Linked DNA regions of Mus musculus: region 2 is linked to region 1. A link is a contact called in public HiChIP or PLAC-seq data. All regions are on one chromosome and are shown on one strand. The core of a region is the stretch at or near the end of the contact, and the rest is flanking DNA. Distances in the headings are between cores, read along the strand shown. Region 1 overlaps Zfpm1 (zinc finger protein, multitype 1). Region 2 overlaps Galns (galactosamine (N-acetyl)-6-sulfate sulfatase).

Region 1 (6,917 bases), core at 2,632-5,131:
TCATGGGAGAGACACCATGTGGGGTGAGAGAGAGCAATTGGGGGGGGGGGCTGGTAAGAGGAGCTGCCACGCCCAATTTCAAACCCAGAGTCTGAGGCTTTCAAGTGGCCAAATGGCTCTCAACCATAGCCAGCTCAGGTCTCAACACTGTTCGCAAGGTTTTAGCGAAGATCAGAGCTGCAGCAGACTGGCTGGGTCTCACTCCTCTGCTGCCTTTGTGTCGACTATTCACTTTTCCACTTCCTGGGCCACCACAGCACCTCCTGCCTTAGTCTCCCTTACTGAGTCTCACACCCTGCCTGACTAAGCTTAGTTGCCCAGGGACAGGGACATCCCGCCTCACCAGGCAGCCTGGACAGTCCATGGGCACCAGTCCTCCCTTCACCTAGTTGGCCAGCCAGCCAGCCCTCTCTTGGAGCAGCCGCAACCTGGTCCTCCCTGCACTGTCTCCGGTCCCGGCCTTCTCCGGCGCAGGTTTCAGCTCCTGTGATAACTCGGAAAGTTGAACTGGCCCCATTACTGCACTGAGATGGTTGGCAAGATACAGCTCGATAATGGAGGAGATACCCACGTCTCGGTGGCCAGCGGCCTGGGCTCCCGCCCATTAACATTCCCCACCAGCGATCCGCGCTATCTCCTCTCCTTCCACTCCTCCCGCAGATAAGAATGGAAATTCTGACTTCATAGCTCGCTGATTAAAGTGTCTGGATTTCTTGATAATACACAGATAAATTATGTTTTTGAAAAGGAAGGTAGGGAGGAGGGTGGAGAGAAGGGGGCCTTAGAGGGGAGCCCTTGGCCGACTCTGAGGAGATGGCCCTCCCAGCCTCTAGTCCAGGCTGGTAGCCACCAAATGTCCAGCCACTGAAACTGCAGTCAGATCCAGTTAGGCCCAGCAGGCGCCACTCTGAGCTGACTCTGGTACAGGGACTCCCAGACCATAGGGTCCAGCCTCCAGAACTGATGGCGTCTCCCAGTACCCACACCACCTTGGGCAGATCTGTGTAACAACATGGCCTTGTTTGCGCAGCAGACATGGTGCCTCTGCAGCCTTGCCAGGCAGCTTTACCTGAGTGTCCTGCTGCCCTGCAGTGCCTGGTTAGACCATAGGTAGTTCAGTGTCACTGTGCCCCAGCAAAGCCACGCCCACCAGCTGTGAGGGCCCTGCAGCACTCGGAAGCCCAGGGGGCCCCAAGCCTGTCCACAGCCATTGTGTCTCCCAGCTCAGCCCAGCTGCCTCTCATGACAGGCGGCACCCAGATGGGACTCCGGTGCCATTGCGAGCTTGTCTGGATAAAGCTGCCTCCTTCAGCTGATCCGAGATTCTCACTGATGGTGTGATGCGCCGAGATTAGGGCTGCGCCAGGCTAATCCTCCTGCTGAGGGACAGGTAAGGCAGCCAGGGGGGAGTGAGGCACCTGCTGTGTGAGAAGAGAAACCAGGGTCTGTCAGCCCCAGACACCCCTTGGCATGGTGGCCTGGCCACACTGGCAGGAACCCCTTCTCAAGCCCTCCTGGGCCCAGTGGGGGTGGGGGCATTCAGCTCTTTTCCCAGTCCTGTGTATATGAAATCATTCCTGAGAACTGAAACTCAGGAATCCCAGAGATGGGAAGGGAAGGCCTGAGGAGGGCAGGAACTTTCCCTGGGATCCTGGGTCTCCCCAGGTATGATGACCCCAGTGCTGGCCCTGCTGAGGGGAGCTGTCTTGACTGAGTGGTGGATGTACCCTTGGGCCTGTCCTGCTTCTCGCCGTGTCCTCCCATTGTCCCTCACTTCTCTTCTGATGACTCAAAGTCACACAGCACAGGAGGCACTCTGACCTAGAGGCTCTGTCCAGACCTGAGCCTCCAGCTACCTAGATGTTCTGAGGTGTTTGCAGATATAACCCCCCACCTCTATAAAGGGACCTGGTCTCTCCGCTTTAAAGTGAAGGCCTGGGCACAGAGTGGGCAAACGCTCAGGATTTCCCAGTCCTACCCACGGATCAGTGCAGTCTAGTCTGCAGAGCCTTGAATTCAGAGACCCTCCTGTCTCTGCCTCCCAAGCGCAGAGATTAAAGACGTGCACCATCATGCCTGGTTAAGTTGGTATGTTTATTGCTTGTAGTAATTTCATTTACCGTCCCCCACACACACACACACACACACAAAGGTGGCTCTTTTGGTGAGAATGTTGGCTTGAAGGGATGGAGAGGCAGCTTGGTCAGTAAGTGCTCTCCACGCAAGCGTGAGGACCTGAGTTCAGATCTCCAGCCCCCTTATAAAGAGCCGAGCTCGGCAGTGCGGGCCTGTATCCCAGTGCTGAGGACTCGGGGACATGCTGCCTCTGGACAATACTGCATCCCTCTCGGGCAAAGAGCTCCCGCAGGACTTCTTATTTCTGACCACCCCCACCTGGATGATTCTAGAAGTTTGTCTTTGTCATCCTGGGTTATTGTCCCCACCCTCTCCTGACTAATCACCAGGATTTCATACCTGGGGTGTCTCGGGATTCACACTCTGAACCATCAAGTTCAAGGATATGAGAGGGGGGCTAGGGTCCAGCCTACCCATCACCCTTTAGGCGTCTCCCTGGTCTGAGCCTCAGTTTCCGTATCTGTAAGATGGGGCTAGAGATGCAAAGGTTGCCCCGCAACCCTGGTCCTGCTCCCCAGAACCTCTAGCCATATTCTCTGGCCACCCCATCTGTCCTGTACCTCCTCGCTGCCCACCAAATCCAGACTGCTAGACTCCAGGCCAGAGAGGCACAGCTGGACCCAGCTCCATCTGACCTGGCTGTGTAACCTTGGGCCAAGCACTTCACCTCACTGGGCCTGGCTACCTCATAGAGCAGATGAGCCCATGAGTGTCCTTGCAGGTCCTTGTGAAGAGCTGAGGAGACAGAGCTTGGGAACCCTGAGTCCTGGCAGACAGGTGGGACCCCCACCCTCCCAGGTTCTTCTCCAAGCCTGTCTTCCTTCCTGGCTGGTGCCTGAGAGAGAGGCCTCCTCCTTCAGCTCCACGGGTGTGGGAGGGAATGGGGTGGGTGTGTTCCGCCCTCCCAGGCCCCCAACAAAAAGAAGAAAGAAAGGGAACCTTGATAAAAAGAGCGATAGGCGCCATGCGTGGAGGAGCCGCTATCAGCCCATCTATCTGCCTGCTCACTCTCGGTTCTTCCCCCTTATCTCACCCCTCCAAATGCCAGGAACAAAAGCGTCGCAGACTTCCATGCATTGCCAAGCCCCTGGCCCAACTCAGGGCTGCCAGGAGAGATGGCCCTGAAATCTAAAGAGAAAGTCGAGGCCCCTCAGCCTCATCATTTTTGGAAAAGGAAGACCCAAATGGCCCATTCTGAGACCTAGCAGCTGGGGTGGAATTGTCCAGGAGTGGTGCCTAGGGGTGGGGGAGGTCTCCACGGCACCCCTTGCACATTGGCTGTGTGACCTTGGGTCAGCATCTTCCCTCTGAGGCATCCAGGGTGGGTAAGAATGAGTTTAGTGGGGCCTGGGTGGACCAGTTTTCCCCCATAAAGTTCCTTTCTACCTAAATCTTTCTCGGGTCACCAGAATCTAACACTTTCCAGAACACCCCCAAGATCCAGTCCCACCTTTGCCTCCCCTGAAAACTCCTAAGTCCTATGGATTGTCTTAGAAATGGCCTGGGTTCCCAAGAGCAGCACCACTGAGCCCTGGTCCCCAGAACGTCCATTCCTCCCACCTCTGTCCAGCCCCTACTAGCAGCCAATGAAAATAGTGTGTGCAAATGAGCAGACTTGAGGCTCAGAGATTGGCTACAGTTCCATGGAGGGGGTGGGGCCTTATCTCAAACGAGAGCTTGTACCTGTCCAGCCCAGACCCACTGGGTGGAAGTCCTCCCGGGCTTCTGTGCCTTCTTACTGAGCCTTGTGTTTGCCTTGAACAGGCGGGCCTTTAAGTAAGCTCTGCTGACCTCAGCCTAAGCCACACCCTCCGGCACTAGGACCTGGGCATTCCACAAACACTACAGTCAGCTCCTGTGCCAAATGAGAGTGGGGAGGTGAGAAGTGGAGCCGGGACAGGCAGCAAAGGCTGGCAGCTCCCTCCCTCCCTCCAGACCCTACTCGAGTTATTGTCCCCATCCCCTCCTGAGCCTGGTGACTCACTAGGAATGTTGCTGACCAAGTCTCTGTGGCCTGAGGCTCTGGCAAGAACAGGGATCTCCGTTTGTCTTTGTCACACCTCAGTTTCCCAATCTGTAAAATGGAAAGGAATCTAGTCCCTCAGCTGCCAGGAGGGTTTTGAACCCCATCCCTGCCCCAGGCCTCGGTTTCCCCACCACATCATGGGCCATTCTAGAGCTGCCCATTCCGTATTCTTTTCAAAGCTGCGGAGGTGGGATCCTGACCTTGCCCCCAGCCTCTCCGCTCCTCAGCGTACCGTATTACAGAATAGGGTCTATAGTCAGCAGTCGGGGGCACTGGCTCCCACCGCACCCCCAAGCCTCTGACCTAACAGCCACTGGTATGAGCAGGGGTTTGTTGTTGTTGTTGTTGTTTTAATGTGTAATTGCAAAATAGTGGGGAAACAAGGTCCCCTGGAGAGCTTAGGCTGAGACCTAAGGGAGGAAGAGTCAGGAGTGACCTCATGGCCTCCCTCAGTCCTGGCCCCCACACTAAGGGTCTCTGTCACCTGTTTTTATTAACTGTGTGTGAGGGTACACTATCCCATCGTGAGGCCTTCCAGGGGGCCTCTCAGACCCTGCCAGAGGGCATCCATCTCATTTGGGCAGCTCCCGCCTCCCCCCAGAGCACAGAGCTGGATAAAAGCTACCTGCTTGTTTCTAGATCAGCCTTGCTGTCTCGGGAGGAAGAGGATGGAGGAAAGGAACAGGGTCAAGTCAGTCTGAGAAGCTGGCATTACCACAGACAGGGAAGCCTGAGGAGTCCTGAGGGACGGACCAAGTGCTGTGATACGGAGACAGGGAAGGGACCGTGGCTGGGACACAGATGACTCGGAAGCCCCACAGCGTTGAGAAAGCATTCTTGAATCAGAGCCGAGGGGCAGAAGCTGAGCGGGGTGGAGGTGGAGTGGAGAGAAGATGCTGATGGTGTTGGTGAGAGCGTGAAGGACACACAACACAGGGCCTCATGTGTAAGCAGGGCAGGGAGAGGATGGGGTACCCACAGTGTGGAAGGAGGGGGTACCCACAGTGTGTTAGAGGATGGGGTACCCACAGTGTGTTAGAGGATGGGGCACCCACAGTGTGTTAGAGGATAGTGCACCCACAGTGTGTTAGAGGATAGTGTACCTACAGTGTGTTAGAGGATAGTGCACCCACAGTGTGTTAGAGGATGGGGCACCCACAGTGTGTTAAAGGATAGTGCACCCACAGTGTGTTAGAGGATAGTGTACCCACAGTGTGTTAGAGGATGGGGTACCCACAGTGTGTTAGAGGATGGGGTACCCACAGTGTGCTAGAGGATGGGGTACCCGCAGTGTGTTAGAGGATGGGGTACCCACAGTGTGTTAGAGGATAGTGTACCCACAATGTGTTAGAGGATGGGTTACCCACAGTGTGTTAGAGGATAGTGTACCCACAGTGTGTTAGAGGATGGGGCACCCACAATGTGTTAGAGGATTGTGTACCCACAGTGTGTTAGAGGGTGGGGCACCCACAGTGTGAGAGGATGGGGCACCCGCAGTGGGTTTGGGAAGTGCTCAGAGCACTGTGCTGTTCCAGATGGGCACAGCCCAGCCTGCTGAGTGGAGGGCTTGTCTGTCACACAGGAGCCACCCCCTCCTGAGTAGCCATCTGCCTCTGCCCTGTGCCACACAGCGACGGCTCCATTAGTGAAACCCGCTCACATGGCTCAGTTCTTATCACCCATCTGGAGAAGGGATCACTCCAGCCTCAGCGCCCATCTCCGAGGCTTGTTTCCTCCTCTTTGCCCCAGGCGATGAGCTGTGGCCTCAGCAGGCCCGGGCCCCATCCTATCGCAGGACCCCCAGGCCATGGCCATCCCCGGGGAGCACAACCAGCCCCCTTGATATCCTGGGCCTTCCCCCATGCGGCCCCTCCCCCAGAAGCGCAGGCCATGGCTTCCCGGAGTGAAACAATCTTGTGTAATCTATCAGTGGCTATCGGGCCCATCGAGGGGAGGGACGGGAGTGGCTGGGCCTAGAGATGGCGCCAACCTTTAGCGTTGATAAAGTTTCCGAGTTCAGCTGTGATGAATGTTGAGTAAGCGCAGGCCGCAGATAGGATGTGGACTTGGCAGGCCCGAGGCTCCGGCTGAAACCAATCTCCCTCTATCAGCCAGGCTGGGCTTTCTCAGGCCCCCGGCCCTCTTCCCTCCTCCTAGCCTCCCTTTCTCTAGGCCTTGCCCCACCCAGGCCCCTGCCCCTGGGGACAGGGTAAAGGACCAGCTTACTGGTTGGATCTGTCCTGACAGAGGAACCAGGCTTAAGCCAAAGGGAAGATACTGAGGGAGCTCACAGAGGTAGCTGTTGAAACGGAGTGAGGGCCCAGCGCACCCCGACCCTCCACAGGTCCTGCATCTTCAGGCTTGTCGCTTGGTGGTGCTGCTTGCTGTACCCTGATTAAACCTCAGCTCCGTCCTGGGCCTTTAGACTTAGGAGCTCAGCCTGGACTTTCTGTGCCCCTCCCCATCCTAGGTCTTCCTACATGCAGTACCTGAGCTCATTTTAGTTTAAATGCCCGCCCCATTCAACAAACCCCAGAACCCCGACATCCCATGGACTGAACTAGCCCTCTGAGGTACATAGGCCCACATCTGTCTCCATCTCAGACTGATCCCCTCTCTTGACTGCACAGTGAGTCCCCAGCTTGGACCCTGCCTGGAACTTCCTGGTCCCCCCAGGGCCTCTCCGTCCACTCCTCACCAGAACTCTGTAAGGTCGGATGTGGGTCCCTGGACCTTGCAGCCCAGCTAGGTCTCC
Region 2 (7,522 bases), core at 4,218-6,717, 290 kb after region 1:
CTGGAGCTCACTGTGTAGACCAGGCTAGCCTTGAACTCAGAAATCCGCCTGCCTCTGCCTCCCGAGTGCTGGGATTAAAGGTGTGCGCCACCACACCCAGCGACTATGGACTCTCCTTAAGGACTGCCATGAGAATCATGGAACTCTCTCCCGCCTGATTACCTAGCCATTCCTCCCAGTCACGTTCACACAATTCTGCCCTAACCACAGGCAGCCTTGGGGAGGGGCTAGAGGACATAGGTGGAGAAGGACACAGGAAAGGAGTCATCTCTGCTGGCCACAGACCTTCCAGCATGGGTGCTTTGAGTGCCCCCTCCTCCAAGCTCCCACCTGTAACTCTTCACTCACTGTCCCATAAGAAAGCCTATGAATTCTTTGGTTCCCCAGAGTAAACACTGGTGGCATGTACCTCTGTTGGTTATTGGGACCTTAGGAGGAGAGGTAGATGTGGGAGGGAGTTTAGCAATAACTAGTGACACAGGCACAGTCTGTGAATGCAGCAAAGCTGCTCCCCAGTGGGACCCTGAGAGAGGGCTGTGCCCAACCCCGTCCTGAGCAGAGCTACCCCCCTCCAACACTGCAGTGTTAGTAGGATGTCCTCCCCCCCCCCCCCCCCCCCACTTCACGGAACGAGTGCCCTTGCCAGGCTGAGCTGCACCTGTACAGGGATGAGACTAACTTTGTCTAGCACCGGCAGCAGTCGCCGAGCACAAGCAAGCCCCAGCACGCACACATCGCTCACCATGACAGCCTGGTTACACACATTGAGCTGGGGCTGTCCGGGGACCAAGGACTTTTGGTGCTCCTGGACAACCTGGGTGGTCCTGCTGAGGGCGTCCTGGTATTCGTCACTGTGGAAGCTGGAGAGAAGGCGGCTCTGGTTACGAGGCTGTTGTGTCAACCAGGGCCCATCAGCTCCTGGCAGGAAGCTTTGACGCTCTCAGACGTTCTAGGACATAAAGTGGTCTAGCCCTGAAAGCCTGAGCCCTTGCGCTAATCTTTAGAGGTGAGAAGAGCAAGGACAGCAAGCTGAAGCCATAGTGGGCTGTGGGCTCCCACCTGGTGACCCTTGAGCCTTCTGGGACAGCTGTCTGCCTTGTAGACCAGGTTGGCCCTGGACTCACATAGATCCACCTGCCTCTGCCTCCTGAGTGCCGGGATTAAAGGTGCATGCCACTACTGCCCTACAAGAGGACAATGGATGCACTGCGCAGCCGGCATATAACCACCTCTGTACTGTCACCAACTGTGGTACCACCATGAAGCTGCAAGGACATCTACGCAGACCAAATCTTTCTGTCATTTTAAATCATGTCACTGTTGCCCACACCATGTGCCCTCAGGAACCTATAAATGAAAACCTGTGAGCTTTTCCATCCCATGGGAACAAGTCTATACTTAGAGATAACATGGGGAGGACAGGAGGAGCCAAGGTCCCCACCTAGGAGGTGGTTATTGTAAAGGGGAACATGGTGGCTCACACCTTTTTTTTTTTTTTTTTTTTTTTTGGTTTTTCGAGACAGGATTTCTCTGTATAGCCCTGGCTGTCCTGGAACTTACTTTGTAGACCAGGCTGGTCTTGAACTCAGAAATCCACCTGCCTCTGCCTCCCAAGTGCTGGGATTAAAGGCGTGCACCACCACGCCCTGCTGGTGGCTCACATCTTTAAAGCCAGCACTAGAGAGGCAGAGGCAGGCTGATCTCTGTGAATTTGAGGCCAGCCTTGTCTTCATAGAGAGCTCCAGGCCAGGGTTACATAGTGAGACCCTTTCTCAAATAAATAAATAAAAATGTAATGCTAAATTTCCCTCCCAGAGAAGACTGATTAAATATATTTTTCTTTTATGGGGGTGTTAGGGATGGTCGCACTCTACACTGAGCTATGTACCTAATCTGTGTCCTGTCCCATCCCATCCTGACCATCCCAACGTCCACCAAACACCTGTGTCACAGCCATTGCTGGACTGTCAGGAGTCTTTAGCTGGGTGTGAAACACTCAGCCTATTCTCTGTGTGACGCCCAGCTCAGCACAACACACACGCTGATGTGCCCACAATGGAGTAAAGAGGGTAGAGCCCGGGGCTATGTGTATGCCAAGCTCAGGCTACAGGCAAATCTCAGACATCTGCACTGCAGGCTCTGACTTGCCTCGTGGGGAGAGAATTCTGCATGTGAACCAAGTCCTTAGATTTCTTCGTGTCTCAGGAGGACTCATTTGAAGTCAACTGTATGCCCGTTATCCTGCACATTCCCGACCACCGCTATAACACCAAGAGGCCTGAGGCCTTCAGTGCCTAGGCCACAATGCCCTTGTGCTGGGGCTGGCTACTCCCTGCTGGTTCTGGGTCTACTTCCAGTACAGTGTCCTGCTAGGTAGGGGACTTAGGCTCCTGAGAACCAGTTATGTCCTAGTCCAGCCCCTGGAGACTTCAACATGGCTTCTGTCACCAGAGCTTTCTGTCCACACAGATGGGGGTACCTTGAGACACACAACAGGACAGGAACACACGATGAATGCCTTGTTGGTTTGGCTGGCTGTTCAGTGGCTTGCCTCTGCCCACATGCCCCAGCCCTATGTGGTACCTCCCTATGCTAGCCTGTGTAGGCCCTTCTCCCTTCGTGCTGCCATGTTTGTGGCCTGTTGTTAACTTCAACATTCCAAAATCCAATCCCTGCAGGTTCAAATCCCTGTGGCCAAATGAATCTGTTGTCTTACGGCCAGCTAGTGCTGAGGACTATGTCCCACAGCTACCAGTCTGTGACTGTCACTTGACATTTGAGAGGGTCCTTGTAGGGAAGCAAGAGACAGGTGGCGTTATATAGAGAGTGTCTTCACGGGGACGTTCTCTCCATAAATTCACCCCTGTCGTCTTTCCTTATGCCTGGTCGTGGGAGAGGCATGCTCTTGGGCTAGGGAGTGGCTTTAGGGCAGGGCCTGGATAGCTGCTACAGGAAGTGGAACTCACAGCCTTCATGTGTCTGGCTACCTCTAGGCAGTAAACAGGCCTGGGGCAGAGGCATATGGGATGAGCAAGTCCCCAAAGACTCAGACTGCTGAGCACAAGCTGAATGTGGGCGAACGAGATGGCTTCACGGAGAGGCACCATGATCTATGGGATGACCCTGAGGCCTGAGGCCAGTGGTGGCAATCACATAGGCACAGATCTCAAAGAATAGCCCTGCCCATCAACCCTGCAGCCCGTCACCCCACGCCACCAGAGCTCCTTTGGTTTGTGACAACATTTATGTCCTAGTTAGCCTTGAGGAAATACCAGTCTCTGCCTAGGGGAGGGAAAGGAAGCTCTCCTCAGCTACCGTTTGGTGGCCAGAAGCTTAGAGTTAGGTTACTGCAGGGCCACACTTCCTCTAGAGGACCTGAGAGGCACCTTCCTGCCTGGTCCAGCTTCTTGGTTTATCTCTGCCTCTTCCTTAAGCATCCTTTCCCCCTTGGCGTCTGTGTCCTTTCTCCTCTCAGAGTAATGCCCCACTCCTATCCAGGATGCCCTCACGGTCATCTTGATCTTAATGGCATCTGTAAGACCATATTTCCAGAAGCGTATCTTCCGAGGTGCTGGAGACCCACGGGTACTCATGCAGGATGTAGGAGCAGCCTCGGGGACCTTTCTATTGTCCCAAAGCCCTCTCTATCTCCCATTAGCAAGTTATGGCCTGTCACTGAGCAGAAGGCTGTGATTTCCAACCTGGCAGAAATGCTGTAGCATGGACACAGGACTTGTATTCCAGGACCCAAGGCACCTACTATCCTTCCAGGGGAGCCGTGTTAGCCTCCCGGGGAGAGCCAGAGTGTATTGGGCTCGAGTCAGCTGAGGACAGTTAGGAGATGGGGACAGCTGAGGACAGTTAGGAGATGGGGACACTTTGATAGATGTGACGCCAGTCACAGATTGCGGTGACTTTTGAGTATCACTGCGAATAGGGAAAGCTAGGAGGGGTGCTCTTGAACCCTTCAGGGATAGAACCCTGCAGTGACCGTTTAACCCACCATTGTTTGTCGTTGAGGTTAGCCAGGTATAGTGACTTTTGAGCTCAAAGACTCCTGCCCAGTGGAGGCCACTAGGTACCCTCAGCTCCAGGGTCCATGGTCTGAAGCACTGTACTCCAGAATCTGGGATGGAGTCCTTGGATCTCCTCGCCCTCAGCCTTTCCCTCCTGTCAGTCCCAGGGCTAGTTGGTGTGGATGGATGTCTCCTATGGCTGACTTGCTTACCCCTGCCCTTGGCCATCCCTGAAGGTAGCTTAGAGTATAGGATCCATTGCTGGGGTTGTCAATGAACTCAACCCAGAATGGGGAGGGATGAGAGGCAACCAGGAAGAGAAAGCAGGAGGGGAGCTCCCAGAGAGCATGGCAGCCATGGCCTGAGGTGAAGATAGAGGTCTCTGGGAGTTAGTAGGCTCTACATCCTCCTTGGTTGGGCGCCCAGGGTCCCATGTCTGTGTTCTTCATCTCCACACAAAGGCATCCATTTCCTGTGAGACCAGAGGGGTAACTCCACGGAAGGCAGAGCACCCAGACGTGGTTCTCACCTTTGGCCTGTCTGGCCAGTGTCTCCTCTGCGGCATGGAGACCCTGCCCCTGCCTCACCTGAGTGGGAATCTCTCCCCTGGGTCCCGTCCCAGGTGGAAGATCAGGGGTAGCTCCGTGTGTTCTTCCTGGGTGTGGGTTGTAACTCCTGAGACGTTCTGCCCGGGGCAGAAGTCAGTGCCCTGCAATGAGAGGCACAGAGAACAAGTGGGCATCCAGGACCCAGAAGCCCATGCAGCAGAGATGCCCTACTAGTCCAGCTGCTCACACATCCCTCGCGCCTGGTACTGCGGTGTTCCCTGGGGAGTGAACGTGAGAGCGGTTGGATCTGGTCACCTCCTGGATGGGGGAAAGCTTCAGGAGGAACTGCTTAGCATCTGTCTCTGGGCGGCTCCCCAAGTTTTTTCCATAATAGTCTGGGCAGCTAGGCTGTAATCTCAGCACTCAGGAGATAGAAGTAGGAATATCTTGAGTTTGAAGTCAGCCTGGGCTACAGGAGACCCTGCCTCAAAACAGATGAAGCCGTCTGGACCGGCTAACGCTTTGATTTTGAGGAGTGCTCCTCAGAGCGCCATAAAGCCTTTTCAGTGTGCGGCCAGGAGAACAGTGGCCTCTCAGAAGATGACGAGTCAGGGTGAGTCACTAGACCAGACACAGGAAGAGGGACCTTTGGCTTGAAAGCTGAGAGAACGCAGACCCAGAGCTGAACACGTGAGCTGAAGTAAGGGACAAAACAGCCGTGACCAGGCTCGAGGGAAGGGCACAGGCTGTGGAATCATGACCACTGCCTTCAGAGGTACAGAGGGAAGGCGGAACACATACTCAGGCTGTACGGAGTCAGTCCCTGCAGCTTCCTCTCAGATAGTTTGGCTGCTGCGGCTACCTTTCCTGGGTGCAGTCTGATTCCATTACAGCCGTTTGTGTGTACAAGCTTGCCCTTTGCCCTGGACCTCCCCTATGAGATTTCGCTGCGTACTCCTTGGGGTGGACTGATGTAGGAATGGAGAATGCCCCTAACCACGCCTCCAACAGTCTCAGACAGGAGCTGTGACTCAGTTGCCCTAGTGTCAGCCAACTCAGCAGTGGGAGACCTTCCTGTAGGGTCTGTATACATTTGACACGCAGCGCCGTTCACTAAGGAAATGTCTGCAGCACCTTGTGTAACACTTCTGGGATGGACAGCTGGTTGGTGCAGCAGTTTACAGTCTATAAAGCAGGGAGGCCATAGCCTATGAAGTTCCATTTGTGAGGAGCTGCAGAGATACAAGTTGGGGACTGGAAGGGTGGGCTATATTACAGTCAAAGTGGGTCCCGAATCTAGGCCTCCTGGAGCGTCCTGCCAGGGGACAAACTGTGCAGCACACAGCAGGAAACCACAACCATTAGCATGAAAATACCAAACAGTTAATGGAGAGGTCTAGATGGAACTCATAAATTATAATTTGGATGCAAATCAAATAAGCTATTTAATTAAGATCCCGCTAATTGGTCTAGGGTTTCTCTTACAGCTGCAGTTGTGTGAGTGCCTTGCTCGCCCTCAGGGCACCTCCGGGAAGTCAGCCTGCTGTAACACTTCATCCTCCCCGCAGAGCAGGCCTCTGGCCTGGCTCTGGATGCACAGCGGGATGGGGACAGGCAGACTGCTAGAAATCTCCTGATTTTGGAGAGGTGGTAAGGGACAGGACACTCGGGTTGGCTCACTCTCCTGGGAGATCAAAGTTCAGGTGTAGCAGCTGAGACCTCCATCTTAGGTCTGAAGCTAGAACCTGAGGCTTGTTAAGACAACCCCAGGAGCCCGGTGTGGTGGCACTCGGGAGGCAGAGGCAGGCAGATTTCTGAGTTCAAGGCCAGCCTGGTCTACAAAGTGAGTTCCAGGAAAGCCAGGGCTACACAGAGAAGCCCTGTCTCGAAAAACCAAAAAAAAAAAAAAAAAAAAAAAAAAAAAAGACAACCCCAGGAATCCAGGAGTGAAGGCCCAAGACCTGGGAGTTCTCTCACACCAGAAGCTCACGAACACTAGCAGAGGCAGATTGTAGCCTTTTGTCTGTAACAACCACCCTTTACCTGGGCCTCAACCCTGAGTCAGACCGTGAGAACTGAGGACAGCGGCAGTTTACAGGACAAAGTTCGGCTAATAACAACTGAGTAGTTCAGGCGATCTCAGGTGTTTTCCAACTTCTTAACAGTATCAGCCCTCCTCACTCCGTGGATGCTGCAGAGACCCCCTTCAGCACGGGCCACGTGGTGTGGAACCCTGGACAACATTCTGGCTCAGACGTTGCTTGCCCTCCAACAACACTGCCACCAATTAAAAATGAATGGGAGAACAGACTCCCTCCTAGAGACAGAAGCAGGCTTGATGGTGGGCGTGTGTGTGGTGAGGGCAGTGGCCAGCCTAGTTCACAGCGCACAGGACCCTAGGCCCTCAGCTACAGAGGGCAGGGCTAGAAAGGGAAGAGGGGAAGTGCTCAAGATGGACACACAGAGATGGATTCCGAGTACGGGTGTGGGCAGTGGAGACCAGGCTACCAGGCTAGTCAGATCTCAAGGCAGCAAAGGACAGGCGAGGGAGGGCCTGGGTACATCAGTGTCCACGAGGAACTGCCGCTAGACCTGGCGGTGAGCGGGAGGAAAGGCCTTAGGCCTAGTGACCTCACTGGAATTCCAGGTGTTCTCCATCTCTGCAGCCAGCTCAGCAGGAAGGCAGGCAGGGCGGGGCGGGGACCAAGCGTCTCCTTCCAAGGCCTTCTACAGGACCCCAACCCTAATGGGCCTGGGACCCTTGTCCATCTGTGTATTTACTCCTCACCTCCACCAGGCCTGGCTGATCTCTAGCACTGGGTTGGGAGGGAGATGTAAAGTCTCAAACCAGACAAACAGCTGAGGTGCCTACTTAACAGATCAAAGCAGGCCTAGCTGCCAGGTTCTCCCTGCATCCCTCAGTCAGTTACAGGGTATGGCTGGCATACCCTACTCCCT

The links. HiChIP or PLAC-seq counts read pairs in DNA pulled down with a chosen protein or histone mark.
Region 2: a contact with region 1 is called in an HNF4G HiChIP or PLAC-seq map of pancreatic cancer cells. The contact joins two enhancer-like sites. A contact is called at or near these places in 1 of 39 promoter capture datasets (embryonic stem cells), 5 of 484 Hi-C or Micro-C datasets (CD4 T cells, CD8 T cells, the G1E-ER4 cell line and 2 more), 5 of 115 datasets of contacts at active chromatin or transcription factors (effector CD8 T cells, embryonic stem cells, epiblast stem cells and 2 more) and 2 of 9 other capture datasets (adipose tissue and liver).

The regions. Positions count from the first base shown.
Region 1 is chr8:122,290,595-122,297,511 of GRCm38.p6, forward strand. The region is part of intron 1 of Zfpm1 (zinc finger protein, multitype 1); the gene reads left to right. Among named protein-coding and RNA genes, the nearest start is that of Gm39269, 8.9 kb to the left of the region's middle. RefSeq lists enhancers at 353-780, 5,657-6,012, 6,034-6,457. Within about 2 kb of position 3,882, at least 143 of the 459 cell types and tissues checked have an H3K27ac peak or open chromatin away from gene starts, as enhancers often do. A contact at or near this core is called in pancreatic cancer cells, where this site is marked.
Region 2 is chr8:122,580,309-122,587,830 of GRCm38.p6, forward strand. Galns (galactosamine (N-acetyl)-6-sulfate sulfatase) reads right to left here. Exons shown (of 14, transcript NM_016722.4): 12 at 4,604-4,725; 13 at 743-860. It also overlaps the pseudogene Gm34962. Among named protein-coding and RNA genes, the nearest start is that of Aprt, 7.2 kb to the left of the region's middle. Within about 2 kb of position 5,468, at least 95 of the 459 cell types and tissues checked have an H3K27ac peak or open chromatin away from gene starts, as enhancers often do. A contact at or near this core is called in pancreatic cancer cells, where this site is marked.